2 separate regions of the Mus musculus genome follow, and region 2 is linked to region 1. A link is a contact called in public promoter capture Hi-C data. All regions are on one chromosome and are shown on one strand. The core of a region is the stretch at or near the end of the contact, and the rest is flanking DNA. Distances in the headings are between cores, read along the strand shown.

Evidence for each region. Promoter capture Hi-C pulls out the DNA fragments that hold promoters and counts their contacts.
Region 2: a promoter capture Hi-C map of liver shows a contact between it and region 1, with 2.3 times the contacts expected there. The contact joins the promoter of Tbc1d5 here to the promoter of Apobec2 in region 1. A contact is called at or near these places in 2 of 39 promoter capture datasets (the 3T3-L1 cell line and liver).

Annotation. Positions count from the first base shown.
Region 1 is chr17:48,430,466-48,434,551 of GRCm38.p6, reverse strand. Apobec2 (apolipoprotein B mRNA editing enzyme, catalytic polypeptide 2) reads left to right here and starts at 1,824. Exons shown (of 3, transcript NM_009694.3): 1 at 1,824-2,073. The coding sequence starts at 1,943.
Region 2 is chr17:51,177,014-51,181,099 of GRCm38.p6, reverse strand. Tbc1d5 (TBC1 domain family, member 5) reads left to right here and starts at 1,748. Exons shown (of 22, transcript NM_028162.4): 1 at 1,748-2,000.

The DNA of each region.
Region 1 (4,086 bases), core at 575-3,074:
AGTATTCATCACGTGAGCTACAAACTGCCCACTGCCCTACAATGTCATCCTACTTCAACTTCTTCTCGAGCTGGCTTGACTCGTCTTCTAATGGGTTCCCCAGTATAGTATAGTATAGTATAGTATAGTATAGTATAGTATAGTATAGTATAGCTTGTAGAAGGGTCTCTTATAGCCCAGAATAGCCTCATCCTCAGTATATAGTTAATGCTGGCCTTGAACTCCTGGTTTTTCTGCCTCTTCTCAGATGCTGGGATTTCACTCTGCCTCACTACACTGAACCAGAAGTGAGACATATATCCCAGCATATCTGCATAGCTTGTTCTCCTTCTGGCTTCCCTTCCAAAGACTATCCAATCACTCAGCTGTCCCTGCTGCTTCCTGGAGCACAGCAGTAAATCTCAGGGCCTCTGTCCCCACCCCTAAGAATTCTCCTGTACACACCTTCCCCTACCTCTTCCCCCACCCCCTCCACGTCTGCTCGGAGAACTTTCCTTTTAGATAGTCAGATGAATGTTTCCTTTGTCTCCTTTGGACTGATCCGTTTCTTTCCAAAGTCCTTCCTTATCAAAATGTAATCTTGGGGCTAAAGAGATAGATGGCCCAGAAGTTACGAGCACACATTGCTCTTGCAGACGACTGGAATACAGTACCCACATGGGGCAGCTCATAGCTTCCTGCATTCCACCTCCAAGGTATCTGACGCCCTCTTCTGGCCTCTGCAGGCATCTGCACTTATATGCATATATGCACCCAGAGACTTAACAGCAGATAACTAAAAATAAAAAATAAGGATCAGGTGTAGTGGCACATGCCTTTGTGGGTTCAAGGCCAGGCTGGTCAAGACAGAGAGACTCTTTCTCAAGAACAAACAAGGAAATAAAGAAAAAGTAAACATCTTTTCAAAATGTAATCTCACTCTTTGTCTTTTTCAGATGCTTCCTTGCCAGTTCTCCCCAGCACTTACCAAAACACATGAAGTTATTTTACTTAGCGGATATAGCAGCTGACCCCTGCAAGCTCCGGGAGAGCAGGGCTTTTCTTTGCTTCTTCCTTTGGTCTGTTCTGCACCTCAGTGCCTGGAACCGTTGCCAACAGAGCATCTGCTCAGCATGCGCCCTCAGGCAGGCACAGGACTGATGAAGGGGACGAAGACTCTGAGCAGGGCAGAGGCCTGAGGATGGCCGGGGGTTTACTGCCTTCAAGCCTAACTCGGAGTGTGAAGCATTAGGTTTAAGGAGATGGCCTGCCTCAAAGAAATAGGTGGAGATTGACAGAGGAAGGCACCTGATCAGGTCTTCTGGCCGATGCACTCACGGGCGAGCATATGCTCGTGCGCATGCGCAAACGCGCATCCATCCACCTACCCACTCGGGCTCACAACGAACATAACATGCAGACCCTGAGTAGCAACAGACATTCTCCTCTCAAATCATTGGTTTCTAACTCATGTCCCACAAAGACCCTCTTTTCCTAAACCCGAGTTCCCCCCAACGTGGGCGGGGGAGGGGGGTCACTACAAGTCCCTCCTTCATCACAGGCCTTATCTGTTTAAAACAATGAGAGGCCTTCTCCCCTAAAACTCAGTCGAGTCTGGGTAAACGAGAGAGGAGAGACGGGGTAGAATTGGCCCAGCCCTCCCCACCTGCCAGCTTCCTGTCTGCCTGCTGATAAATAGGGGGAATACACATGGCCAGAGTTTCCATTCCCCCACCCTGTCACCCTGTCAGTCATCCAATTAAAAAAAGATGAGTGAGAGAGCTCCAAGGGTGGGGCGGGAGGGCCTGCTTATAAAGCCTGCAGCTGAGTTGTGGGGAGCACCAAATCCGGTCCTCTCTCTGTCATCCCCAGCCAGGCTTAGCTGCTGACAGCTGCTTGGGACTCTGCCGCCAGGCCCTTGGCTGGCTTGACAACCTCTCCACATTTCGGCCACAGTTCCTCCATGGCTCAGAAGGAAGAGGCCGCTGAGGCTGCGGCGCCAGCCTCTCAGAATGGAGATGATTTGGAGAACCTGGAAGACCCTGAGAAGCTGAAAGAGCTGATCGATCTTCCGCCCTTCGAGATTGTCACTGGGTAAGCCTTGTGTGGGGGCTGGGGCTCCTGCCTGGGAAAGGGTGGGGTCTGAGCAGGCTGTGGAAGGTTAGGACAAGAATAGGGAAGCCCAAGGTCAGCCACAAGCTGTGCGTCCAGCATGCTAGCAGGAGGCTTCTGGGCAGCAAAGGCCTCTTGTCTTTTTTAATTAATTAATTAATTAATTAATTAATTAATTAATTAATTTGAATCAGTGTTTTACCATGTAACTCTGGCTGGCCTGGATCGCACTATGTAGACCAGGCTGGTCTTGAACTCACAGCGATCCTCCTCCTGCCTCTGCCTCTTCATTGCTGGGATTAAAAGCAGCTAACACCAGGTCCAGATACTCTTGGCTTTTTGAGGTGACAACTTAGACCCTGTAATCAGGAGGATGTGGAAGGAATGGAACCCCCAGAATGAAACTACATAACATTTTCTTCATGGCAGTCTCTGCAAATGTGCAAAGGCAGAATGGGTGCCATACTGAGAGAAGTTTCTGGAAGAGTGGTGGTATGGATGCTGTGGAGAAGGAGAAGGGGCCCTGGCAGCGATCGGTCTTGCGGGGTATCGGACATCATCTGCCTGTGCATATAGCCCAATCCCAACAAGTTCAGTGAGAACGGCATATTTAAAGATGGCCCCAGCAAGAAGTCATCTCCAAGCTGCAGATACTGGAAGCTTAAGCACAGTTTATAGCCACTGGGCTCAAGTTAGTCTACAGGGTCCCCTCTTGTCCAGATTGTGTTGCCCCCAGAAATGAATGCAAGTAGCCTTTCTCCTTATCTCTCTCTATTCCTAGAGAGGAAGATGCCGCTAAATCCAAGTTTCCTTCCTGAACTTCGGTTCCCTTCATAGCATTTCTCCAGCAATGCGCGCAAAGGCTGGGTGGGGGCACACCAAGTCTCAGGAGGAACAAAGGCCTGAAGGAGGAGGAGCAGCCCTGGGGAGCAGTTTGGACTTGCTGTTTTATGCTTGACCTGTATTGCTCCAGGCCTGGCCTCTACTTTCTTGTTTCAAACATGAGGAAGCTACCCGACTTGATTCTTAATGTCCCTTCCTGCTCAGATATTTTCTGACTTCTAAGAGAACCCAGGGGGAAGTGTTGCTTGGTTTCTGAGATGTGAGTAGGCATTGAACTTCCATTCACTCTTGCTCGCCCAGATCATCTTGCGCTCATCCTAGGATTAAGGCAGCAGCTGGGCACAGACTAATATAGACACAGGGGAAGCCTAGGGCAAATAGGCCAGCAGGGTCCTCCATTCCAGTGGCTCGCCTATGGGAGAGGATCCTTTTACTGACACCCGAGCATCCTGGACCATGCTGTCCTGGGTTACACACATACCTTCCACTCTATGCAGCTTTTGATCTCCCAGGTACAGGGCAAGGTGGGTCAACAATAAAATTAGACCTTTTTTTAAAGTGAAGATGTATTGGGGTCCCGGGGAAATGGAGCCTAAAGGTTCTCTGAAGTAACTGGCATTTGTCTAAGGCTTTACAACACATAGTGAAGAGAATATGCTTATTCACCCTCAGGTAATGCAGAGAGAGAGAGAGAGGAGATGGGAGAAGGGAGAGGGGAGAGGGGAGAGGGGAGAGGGGAGAGGGGAGAGGGGAGAGGGGAGAGGAGAGAGGGGAGAGGGGAGGAGAAGCAGAGTCAGGGAAACGAAACAATATACCTAAGACCACAGAACCAGGAAGCTGTAGGTTTTAGGACTCCTAGCCAAGTGTCTGGCCCACAGGTCTCCCACGGTAATGAGAGTTAGAGGTTTTCTATGACTCACGGCTCAGGGAAAGGGACACAGAGGGGTACCATTCTGAGATCTCTGAGAGCACTTCTGGATGGAGGCAGGACTCTGAGTGTTTCCTGGACACAGACAGCAGCTGTGGTGATCTGTCTCTTGGGCCTCTCTGGATAAACAGTTACTTAAAATAGCCCAGAGGTGTGGCTGTGCCTTTGCAGGGCCAGCAAAGATGGCTCGCCTTTCCTTCCTTTCCAAAGGGCCGGCGAAGCTG
Region 2 (4,086 bases), core at 499-2,998, 2.7 Mb before region 1:
GGAGGCACCATGACCACGTCAACTCTTTGAAAAGAAAATAATAATTGGCAGCTTGCTTACAGTGTCAGTTTAGTCCATTATCATCATGGTGAGGAACCTGGAGACATGCAGGTAGACATGGTGCTGGAGAAGCAGCTGAAAACTACTCCTGATCTGTAGGCTGAGAGACTGGGCCCACTATGAGCTTTTGAGGTTTCAAAAGCTCACTTCCTTTGACAAGGCCACACCTTCAAATCCTTCTATCACTCTACTCTCTGGTGACTAACCATTCGAACACATGAGCCTACGGGGGCGATTTTTATTTAATCACCACAAATGGTATGGCTGCTTTCTGTCTTCTTTTATCCATCTCTGAGAAGCAGCTGAGCTTTATAGTCTTCAGAGATGTTCTTTTCATCTCTAATGAAATTGCCCTTCGGTCCCTTCTTAAATTATGCTATTTATGAGACTAAGCGTCCCAAGAGGGGATAGAGATTTCTCCTGTCATTTGGTGACCACACTGAAGGACCTCTACAGTCCCAGTAACACCAGCATAGTCAGTACTTCAGGAAGGAGATGAGGGTCTGCGGTGAGATATTTCGGTGCCGGAGAACAAAGTCCACTATACATTGTAGAATACCAGTCATGTGGCTGACTGCTGTATTGCTAGCTGGGAGAGCAATATCCAAATACAGCATGATGCATCTTCCTATTTCTTAGGATTCTGTTCATGAGACTAATGTAATCATGAGTTTAGCCAGAACTTTTAATAGCTTACTCTATTCAACCTGTTCAATTTCTGCTACAGTGAGAAGGGCATTAGAAAAAAGAGAATCACTGTGTTAAGTGTGGTATGCCTTCCTTGGAAGCTAGCTAACTTTCTGACCTCTGTTTTGGTTTCCATAATCTGAACATAACAACTGATTTTTTTTTTTTTTGCGCTATTTGTAAAGACAGATTAATAAGAGATCTCTCTTTCTCTCTCTCCAACTCAGATGAGCTATTTACCACTTTCTTATTGAAGAAGAAAATACCAGCCTCCCATTGCTGGAGGTTAAATGCAACTTTAAGTCAGGATTAAGCAGGGGCATAGGGCGGTAAAACCAGGGTCTAGTCATTTGCCAAAATTGTCATTCATTAGATTAACTATCTAATGACTAGTCATTAGTCTAGATTCGAGGTCTGAGAAGATAAAACCTGTGTGTTTTTACAGGTGTGGGGTTGCTAAAAAAACAAAACAAAAAACAGCACCTCTCTGGATTCATACAAAGAAGGTCTTCACAAAGAGGTAGTGAGTCCCTACAAAATTGGGTGGCACGACCTATCTGTCATCAGTCTGTACAGCTGTAGACCAAGGATGAAGGGAAGGCCATTTACAGGAGACAAGGAAATTGTGCGATCCGAGGCAGGAGTGCCAGATTCTTAGGACGTTCCCAGGCCTGACTTATCTCCTCGATGCCAGTCCCACCCTGGGAAGCTGGTGGCAAGTGGGGGACCTCGGGTTGTGGCAGAAGGCCGGCTCCCACTGTAGGGAGGCCCCGCGCGCATGCGCATCGGCATGGCCCAGGCAGCTCCATTGGTCTCGGGCGTCCCCTTTTCCCTCTTCACCCCGACCTATCCCCCAAGACACCAGGCTCCCAGAGCGCGGGTCACCCGCGGCTCACCCGCTGGCTCGTCCCAGGCCCGGGCGCGCGCCTGCGCACGGGTCCCCGGGCGCGCGGGGTTACTAGAGGTGGAGCGCCGGGAGGGCGCGCAGCAGGAGGCGGACGCCGTTACGGAGGGAGCGTGGTCACGTGGCCGCTGGTCACCGCCGCCACCTCCCGCCCCATTCTCTTGCTGGTCGGGCCAGGCCCGGCGTGTTCCACGAGAGCCCGGCAGACTGACGGGGAGAGAGAGAGAGAGAGCGAGAGAGCGAGATAAAGAGAGGAGAGAGACAGAGAGACTGACAGAGAGAGAGAGAGAGAGAAAGGAGGGGAGGAGGATTCAGGGAATAGGAGCTGGGGAGCCCTGCTGCGCTACAGGTAAAAAAATAACATAACGATGCTAACGGTGAAAAAGCGCCTCGCCTCCCCCGTCAGCCTCCCCGGGCAGCTGCACAGCCGTCGCTCCCTCCCCGGCCTCCCCTCAGCCTCGCTGGGCCCCGTCCCGCCGCCAGGGAAGGCCCGAGCCGCCGGCCGCGGCTTGCGCGCGGGCTGGGAAGGGAGGCGGGCTGGGGCTCGGTCCGCTGCGGGCCGGCGGGCGAGCGGGCGGAAGGGCGAGCGCGCACACGGGCGAGGCAGCCTCTCTCAGCCCGCTCGTCCCAGTCCCCGTCCCCGTTCGGTCCTCGCTCCCGGACGAGCTCGGGAAGCAGCTACCGGGCATTGCCGAGCTGCTCAGCCAGCTCTACTTCCTCTTTGGCCGGTTCCCTGTTTCTTTCAGCCCTGGGCTGCACGTTTCCTTCCCAGGCCGGAAGTCAGGCGGCTGGAGCCCGGAGCCGAGCAGCCTCGGAGGAGAGAAACCCTCTCCTGCCTTAATTTGCCTTAGTGCTACTTAAGTTAGTCACGCCGGCATCTGTCAGTTCGAGGCCTGGCAGGACCCGAGGAGAACGACTTGGGAGAGTTCCCCCTGCCCCCTCTGTTTTCCTGGAAATGTACTGTTCTTCCAATACATTCTGTGCAGATATGCGACCTAGAGTTTGGTCACTCCTAGTTACTAATAGTTTCAGGACGACTTACTAACCAATTCAGCGCTTGAGAATGGTAACAGCTTTTGAAGGTTACATCTTTTATAACCCTTCAACTTCCACCCCCCCCCCCCCATCACTTTCTGCAGAGTCCCCATTTCTCAATTCTGAACTGGACTGAAACTTTACTATGCAGGTTACATGCTAAACTGCCTGAGGTGGATTGTGCTGAAATGCTAGGGCTTTTGTACGCGTAGTCCATCACAGTGTAGTCCACAAACCACCTCTTATTAGTGTGCTGTGGCACAGGATGCACTATTGGAAAAGAACTCTTGGAATACAGTGGGAAAGAAACTCACTTTTCCGTTATGCGTCTTTGGTTCAGTTCTATTTCCAGGACTTCCTTGGTGTCCGAAATAGAATGGAAAGGGCAGCTGCAGTGGGATAGAGAGCGTTGATCAAACCTGAGTCCCTGGGGGTTGGGTTCTTGTTAAAAATGTGATAGGAATTCAGTGGATGTGGTAACTGATACAACTTGTTATTCTGCATTTCTCACGTGGTGATGGACAAGACCTTGTTCAATACAAAAGGTGTAAATATCTTCTGTGTATAGAAATGAAGTTACGTGTCTGTGAAGGACGGACACACACACACACACACACACACACACACACACCCCTTGGAATGAAGAGGTGGCCTGATAGGAAAGTTCAGTGTCAGGGTGCACTAATAAAGTTTGCTTGGGGGAAGTAGAGTGAACCAACGCTGGATTCCAGGAGAAGGAAAAGAAGTACAAATTGTGTGCTCTGTATGCTGTGTGGTGCCTGCACCACATTTTTGTTTTATTTATTTATTTATTTATTTATTTATTTATTTTTGTTAAAATGGTTTGGCGTACTTCTTAAAAGACTCGCTTCCCAGTTCATTGAGTTTTTATTAAGGCATAGGCTCGGAATCTTGGGTTCGTGTGTAATGCTGGTTGAAAGTTTCTTCGATTGGCAAAATCATTGTGTCTGATATCTTCAAGTGTAGCCTCAGTTGGGCAGTGTGTTCTTGGTATTTGAAGCACATATTTTAAACAGTTGAGAGCCACACAAAGGGTGTCCTACCTGGATTTGTTTTTTTTTTTTCCTTCATGTAATTTTTATAATGTAAATGAAAGAGTTTAAAGTATTCCATGTACTTCTTCTGGTTTTCATACATAAAAATGGTTGTCCTTTTACTTCTACGGTACAAGGAATTGAACGTAGAGCCCTTTACAGGCTAAGTAGTTAAGTTCTAAAGAGCTTTATGAAAGTCTTTATGGAAGTCTAATAGCAGCTACTTCTAGTCCCATAAGTTTTATAATCTTAATTTTAGTTATTACTTTACCTTGCTTCTTTATATCCTAAAATACATTACACATCTTAACTCACTTTATTGTTACAACTTTTAAGCAAACAGAA